Regions from separate parts of the Sus scrofa genome. Here region 1 is linked to region 2. The links are chromatin contacts, called in public HiChIP or PLAC-seq maps. All regions are on one chromosome and are shown on one strand. Each heading gives the region's core, a stretch centred on a gene start, on an enhancer-like site or on the middle of the called end of the contact. The rest is flanking DNA. Distances are from core to core; before and after follow the strand shown.

The links. HiChIP or PLAC-seq counts read pairs in DNA pulled down with a chosen protein or histone mark.
Region 1: an H3K27ac HiChIP or PLAC-seq map of alveolar macrophages shows a contact between it and region 2. The contact joins two enhancer-like sites. A contact is called at or near these places in 4 of 47 Hi-C or Micro-C datasets (embryonic fibroblasts, epiblast stem cells, fetal skeletal muscle and 1 more) and 2 of 2 datasets of contacts at active chromatin or transcription factors (alveolar macrophages and skeletal muscle).

What each region holds. Positions count from the first base shown.
Region 1 is chr13:145,594,670-145,598,190 of Sscrofa11.1, forward strand. The region is part of intron 6 of ZBTB20 (zinc finger and BTB domain-containing protein 20); the gene reads left to right. Among named protein-coding and RNA genes, the nearest start is that of DRD3, 170 kb to the right of the region's middle. Within about 2 kb of position 1,617, at least 47 of the 83 cell types and tissues checked have an H3K27ac peak or open chromatin away from gene starts, as enhancers often do. A contact at or near this core is called in alveolar macrophages and subcutaneous adipose tissue, where this site is marked.
Region 2 is chr13:144,904,805-144,908,498 of Sscrofa11.1, forward strand. The region is part of intron 2 of ZBTB20 (zinc finger and BTB domain-containing protein 20); the gene reads left to right. Among named protein-coding and RNA genes, the nearest start is that of ZBTB20, 51 kb to the left of the region's middle. Within about 2 kb of position 1,512, at least 19 of the 83 cell types and tissues checked have an H3K27ac peak or open chromatin away from gene starts, as enhancers often do. A contact at or near this core is called in alveolar macrophages and subcutaneous adipose tissue, where this site is marked.

The DNA.
Region 1 (3,521 bases), core at 367-2,866, 690 kb after region 2:
ATTATAAATCAACCTTGCCAAGAAGGTTAAAAAAACTGAGAGAATAAAATATCTTAATCATGAAAACATCTTAAATGGACCTGAGAACATTAGACCAAGTGATGAAAGGATAAACTGTAGAAAACGTGATAAGCTGGAGTGCCAAAGGTTGGTTTCAATGAAAAGACCGTAGTGCTCAGGTTTGCTGGGCTTCTCTAGGCCAAGTGTAGCTTTCTTGACCCTCAGCTTCAAGAGGAGCTAATGGTAGAGCAGCAGCAACAAGCCACATGTGAGCAGAAAGATGTGTCAGGAGGGCGATACAGTAAAATCCAAATGTTGAAGAAGGGATTGCTCACCCTAGATTCTTTCTGCCTTTGCTACAATTACCATCCATTTGCCCCTGACCTGATCTAGATATTAAAAAGGTTACTAAGATAAAGGAAGTACCTCCTTATAGCTGAAATGATGAAAACCACAGAACTGACACTCTGTGAAAGAGCTACCATCACGGGGCACTCCGTGTGCCAGCACTGTGCCACTCTCTTATAGGAATTATCTCATGTAATCCTCACATCAGCCCTTAGAACTTACCTTTTAAGGTAAGTTCTATTATTTCCATTTTATGGATGAAAAAACTGAGGCCCAGAGAAGCAAAGGAATGTCCCTAGGGCACACAGCTACTGGATGGTGTACCTCAGGTCTACCACCAACCTCCACTGGGGTATTTTGGTACCACCTCCCCTATGCCCCCCTCCCCAAGCCTCTTCCATGCACCACTGGGAAAGAGAGAAAGGAAATGGTTACCAAGCCAAAAAAAATCAGGGCGGGGGCACAGAGGAGGGGTTGATGAGGAGGGTCATGGGTCAAAGTTGTCATGATCCAATGACTGTTTATCAAAAGGAGGTTCTGACTAATTCTTTTCCATCCAGCCAGGCTGATAAGTGAAAGGCACATTAATGTGCAGGAAAGGGTGGGAACTGAGCGAGAAGAGAAAACTGGGAGAGGGAGACAGAAGAGAATACTCTCCTCTCAGCAGCCCCTAGAGACTGATGAGAACTCGCACAGATAAAATATTTATTTTCCATATGTTGCAGCAAGCATTGCCATCACTGTATGTGTGCAATATGTGCAAAGACGTGTGAAATCTATACATCAAATGCCACCGATCTAGTTAATTTCCATGTATTTAACATGCTTAATACCTCCCATCTCCTCAATATGTTTTCATGTATATTTCTTTCCCCATACAATATGGTCTGGTAAGGAGAGAGCCAACATCATCCACAACCTTACTCACTGCTATGTTTCAGCCCAAAACGTGTTGCCAGGGCCAGCATGATGAGAGTTAAAAACCAGTAGATCCTGCTGGCTAACTCAGCTGCCCTGTCACCTTAAAACACCTCCCTAGTTTGTGAAGCAGCCTTTTTCTCATAACAGAAAGGTTTGCAGTGGGGAGATGAAAATGTTTTTGTTCTCTTTGGACAATTGGGAGATAGTCAGAAGGTCAGAACTGACCGTTGAAAGGCAGGTGCCTACGGCCACACTTTTTCTTTTTCTTTTTTTTTTTTTTTTGAATGCAGAGCTCCACCAGTGTGGCGGGAGGAAGTGCACAATGATTGGTCTGTTTCTCTGTGGAAGTGTTCAGGGTACACCCAGTTTTGCTTTGCATATATTTACGAAACATCTGCCCTTTTCTTGTTCTTAAATCCTTCCCCCTCACCAGCCCCCTTTCCCCTTTCTCCCAGTTTCTTTCTTTGTTGTCGTTGGCTCGTCTAACTTTTTCATTGGAGCTTTCATTTTCCGGTTGAGGGGCGACTTCATCAGAGTGTATAATTTTAACATTGAGGGAGAGAGGTTGGGAGGGAGAGAGGGTGAGAGAGAGAGAGATTGAGAAGAAGAGAGAGAGAAACTGAAAAGAAAGAAAGAGGCTAAGCGGCCAGAGCTTGGCAAACCAACCTTTGGCATGGTGACCAGGAGGAAGGTTCTGGTCTGGTGAGGAGTTCGCCTGACAAGCTGCCTGGAGTCATCCGGTGTGCTGCTGCCCTCTAAAGGCTCCAGGGGATAATGCACAGCCACCGGGGCTGGGAGAGACTTGCCCTCAGATGTGCCATGTTTATATAATTCTTTTACACAACCAAAGAAGGTTATTTGCAACTAATTACTACATGAGTTACTTTTTCCTCCTTAATAAACTACGAACTGCAAAAATAGGGTCAAAACGACATCTGTGCATGTCTAGACTTAGATTGTTGTTGTCTTAGTGTTTCCCAGCTCTGGAAAAAGGGAGTCTAGAATTATTGGAGAAGAGTGAGGTGGGAAAGGAATTGTTTCTAAGGAGAGTGAGTGGATCTCTGTTATCTGTGCAGGAGTATAAGTGAATGACACTAGGCAAACAGAGGGGTGAGGCCAAAGGGTTGAGGCTTCAGTATTTTCTACACATAGAAGTGGTTGCAATGCCTCTATGCTATGTTCTCCAGAGGTGACCCTTGAGACAACAAACAGGAGGGTATGGTGCCCGACTCATGTAGGAAGCAGAATCAAATCTATGGAGGGAAGCAAGGCCATTGATAAAAAGAACAATGCAACTTTTGCAAAGTTAAAAGAGCAATGTTGGTGAGTTGGCCATGTACTCTTGTTTGAAAGAGACATTCCTTAATTCCCTGAAACACACAGCTGAAGGCTTTGTCCATGAGCATCTTAAATATTTTTTCTAAGTGATATCTGTCACTAGTGTTTCATCCTGATATTTAAATGACTCATGAGGACCAGCCTAGCTTTAGTGAGCAAAATGGTCCTACTCTGATCAGATGCCCTTCATGGGTTCAGAGGAAAAACAGCCAATCAAGGTAGATTTCACTGCTGCATAAGGAGTAGGAGACTTAATTGGGATTCAGACTATAGCTATTCTCGAAATAAACTTTCATTTCAACTCAATTTCATTCCATCAACAAACCTATATTGAATGACAGCTTTGTCTAAGCTACTCTGCTTAACAGTATACATTAGACCGCAAGTCTGGGAGGGCAGAAACCAGCTTGTTTTATTTCCTAGCTCATGCTGGCACATCATAGACACATTATAAGTATTTGTGAAATGAATACATGAATAAATGAGTAGGGGGAGGGAAGGAGGAAGGAACAAATGGATGAACATGGGGAATTCAAAAATAGCTACGACATTTTTTTACCCTCAGAGAGTTTACAGTCTCATAGGGAATAAGCACATAAATAACCATTATTGAAACAAAATTTTAATGAGTAAAATAAGAGAAGTACAGAGTGCTTGGAGATTTCAGAGAAAATTGAGAACGAGCTAGAGAAGTCCTATATGGTAGAGAGGAATCGAGATAATTACAAGATGAGATGGAGACAATATTTAATAAGTATAAAGGAAAGATATGATTTCAGCTATTAGAGTTTTTAAAAAGTCATTCAAAGCGAGGGAAATAACCTGAGTAAAGATACAGAGCCAAAGATATAGATCTCCCAGGATGTTCTGGGAATACTCAAGGTATGTGAAAGGCTAAGATATGGGACATGGGA
Region 2 (3,694 bases), core at 262-2,761:
TTCACAACTAGCTGACATTGTTGAAGAGTTTTCCCAGAACAGTGCTCTTCAAAATTCAAAGTAGTTAAATAGGTCCATTTGAAATGGTCTCCTAATGGAGTTTTATTTAGATTTGTCTGAAAGTAAAACTGCTATTCATTTGATAAAAATTAAGTCAGGTGGTAAGATATGCAAATGTTTTCAGCATGCACATTGGCAATGATAGAAAATGGATGCTAATCTATAGAGATCTTTGATAATAACAATCACCTTTTTCATAATAAATTATTTATTTACTAGAAGTGGCAGACTTTTTTTTTTTCCTTCTTCTTCTTCTTCTTTTTTTTTTTTAATTCCATTAGGCCTCTCTGACAACACAAAGAAGTCCATAAAGCAATATTCTTAACCCACCTGGGACGCTAGAGCAGATTCCCAAACACATTCTCAAGGTTCAAACATAGCAAAATGTTTATTAAAAATCCATTATTCCAAGAGGGTGGTGAACTTTTGCTAAGTCTTTTTTTCTCTTTCTTTTAAAAAATTTATTCAGAGACTTTTAATTTGCTTATGTTGCCTAAACTGTCTTTTAAGCTGGAAGGCCAGCTTTGACCAAGAGTAGTACAAATGCTGAGTACAGTCAGGTCCAATCAGGGGACTTTGAGGGTAGTCTATTGAAAGTCTGTGTTAATATGGTATGCGATATATGTGTGATTTTCCTCCATTTCAGACTCCTGCCCCCAAAATTTGTTTTAAAACTAATATATCAAAAGTGTGCATGTCTCACGCACCTGTCATTTTCTATATCAACATTGTGAGACCTGCCTAAATTCTACTCTTTTTTTCAAAGGAAATCTTTAATGTGTTTCTTGTCTAGCAATTCTCTTTTTCTGTACAAATGTATATGAGGAGATACATGTGTGCATATATGTACATTTATGTACATAGTCTTATACAGGTATGGATAAAGAAATCAGATTCTTTGCAGACATGACATCTTAAAATTTCATATTAAGCATATTTATGTTAATTAGAAGCAAACAAAAAACAAAGAGGTTTTTAAGGGAAGATAAGAATTTCTTTTTACCTTCTAGAAAGAATAAAAGAGTAAATAAACATTTAGTCATTTTTATGGTTGGCTTGATTTTTAGAATGTGTGTATGTTTTCTTTTGCATTATAATTCTTAGCCTTCAGTAGATCTAAAATATTTTTAGTATGAAAAAATAATCTTAGCCTTTTCTGGGAGGGACTGTCACAATCAAAATACAGCAGGATATTATAAAATGTGCATAAGTAAACTTAAAACCAGTGTACTCTACTATATAGGGATTTGGAAACCTGAAAGGCTTGCGTCACAGGAGGGCTATAGAGTGCCGGAAGAATTCATTAACCAGCCTTGCTGGTTATGGTGGGCTTTTCCTTTCAGCACATGAAATCTGCCTGTTGAAAGCCCTGAAGTCTTGGTCAGGTCACAGTGTGTTTCGTTTTAATGTTGGAGCAGACAGTTATCTAACACACCCACATGAGGAAGTGCTCTAAAGCAGTTATTTCATGCTTCGCCATGCCCTGTAGCTAAAACAATTTGGTACTGAGTGACGTGTGTGCTTTTTAACTCTTATTCGATGAAAATCAGCTTTGGCTCCTTGAAAAGGACCAAAACGGTGGAATGCAAGACAGTGTGATTCAAATGCTAAGCACATGCTGATTTAAACTTCTTTTCTTTAACGTAAGGGAAGAAACACTGTGGTTATTTTTAATATAAAGATTATATAGCAATTTCTTAGATTTTATTAAGATTTCAAAACTTTTGAGTACTTTCCTTCTTCACATTTTTCTCCTGAAGCCTACATTCATCAAAAGGATAGCAGCTGCATTCGTCCCCCTGAAATGTGAACAAATAAATGATATTCCTGCTTATTTATCTATTTTTGAATTTTAATGATTAGTCCTTGTGCTAATTAACAAATTCCTATATTCATAAAATCTGGCACTTCATAAATATCCAATTGTGTGATTATTTACACATGTTCTGGCTTTCTATAAATATTAAAATTATCAGGAATGTGTTCATAAAACTTTCCCAAGCTTGAGTAGTAGCTAGTCTGCTGCCATTTAAGAAGTCGAGTTCCTACCAGGGCAAATGCTTTTCCCTAGAGTCTGGCAAAGTGTGTGGAAGCAGCATCTGGCTGATAGCGCCTACTAGTGATCTTTCTGGCAAAAGGAAGGACTGATGTTGACACTCTTTGAATGCTGCTAGTTCCAATCTTCTTCAGTTTCAAGGCTGGCCTCTTTAGGTCTAAAAGTTGATAATGGATATTAGAGCTGACTTGTCCTGGAGGCCACTTTAGAAATACATTTCAATAAACTACATTTTTCAGTGGAAAATTTACTTTAATTTATATAAAAAATAAAATAGTGCGTTCATCCTAAATTCCTTTGCCAGTGAGAATCTAATTAGTATAAAAAGTTGCATGGCGCTAAAAAGAAAACCTAAGTATTTTAATTCATATGGCCATGTAACTGTTGCAAGCACATTATAGAAATTATGTATTACTCACATAGAAATAGTTCATTCTACATCAAGGACAATAAACACTAGCAGTTGAGCAAATGCGTATGTGCCAAAGTTATTATTAAATTAGGAATCAACCGTTTTAGATGATTTTTTTCATATTGTATAAGCTATTTTGGCTAGCTTATGCAACCTCTAGATATTATTTACAATGTTATTGGAGTCAGTAATGGCCATTTGATTCTTTGCTCCAAATTTTCAAATCACATATATGATTTCTGGGTTATTTGGCAAAACTCAAAATTTACAATTTTCTTAAAAACCTATGTTTCATGCATTTTCATTGCTTAAGTAATTTCTAGCATTTTGAGGAATCCTCAGGGATTATAGCCAGTGCCAAATAACAAGGAAAATCCTTTTAATTCTTTACCAAAGCCCCAAAGGCAGTATCTATATCCTTGAAATTCTAGAGGATGCTTGAATTCATATGTTTTCCTGTACCATAGATACTATACATTCAATCATCAAATAACATCAATGCCAATTATGTTTAATGTATCAAAATATGTTCTTTGAGTTCTTTTACTTCTAATTTAAACATAGGCAATCTTCTGGGGCTGTGGGGAGAAATAATGCCATCTATTAGTGCTATCATGTATGTGTAACCGCTACAGCAGATTTTGGAAACAACATATATAAGAAAAAAAGGCTTTTCTGCCACTCTAGATGTTCAACTATAATAATGAATAAGTAGTATGCTATTTCTGCACTAAACTGTGGAAGAGTTATGCTCAACTTTGGCTTCATAACCTCTCTTCTACTTCAGGATCAAGACTTTTTGTGATTCTACAGTTCATTTGAAAGTAATTATCTTGAGGATGTGGACCTTGGCTTACTGGAATTTTTTGACACTCAACTGAAATTTCAGCTTTGGGTGTTCTGTAGGTCAGTTAACTAAGGCAAGGCTTATATAACTGCTTTAACTTAGGAAAAGTTAGCTACTGACTTCCAAGTGAGGATACTGAGACAGGAGCAATGGCTGAATTCATTGATCCAAATAGCAGTTGGAAGCTGAAGGTATTACTATTAATTTCTTAATATTAAGTTTTACCTTTGAAACTTTGATGTACAGGGTGGTAATTATAATATGACTATCTTCTTAATAGTAGGAATAATTTCGGCACTGAATATTTCTGTGTCTCCAG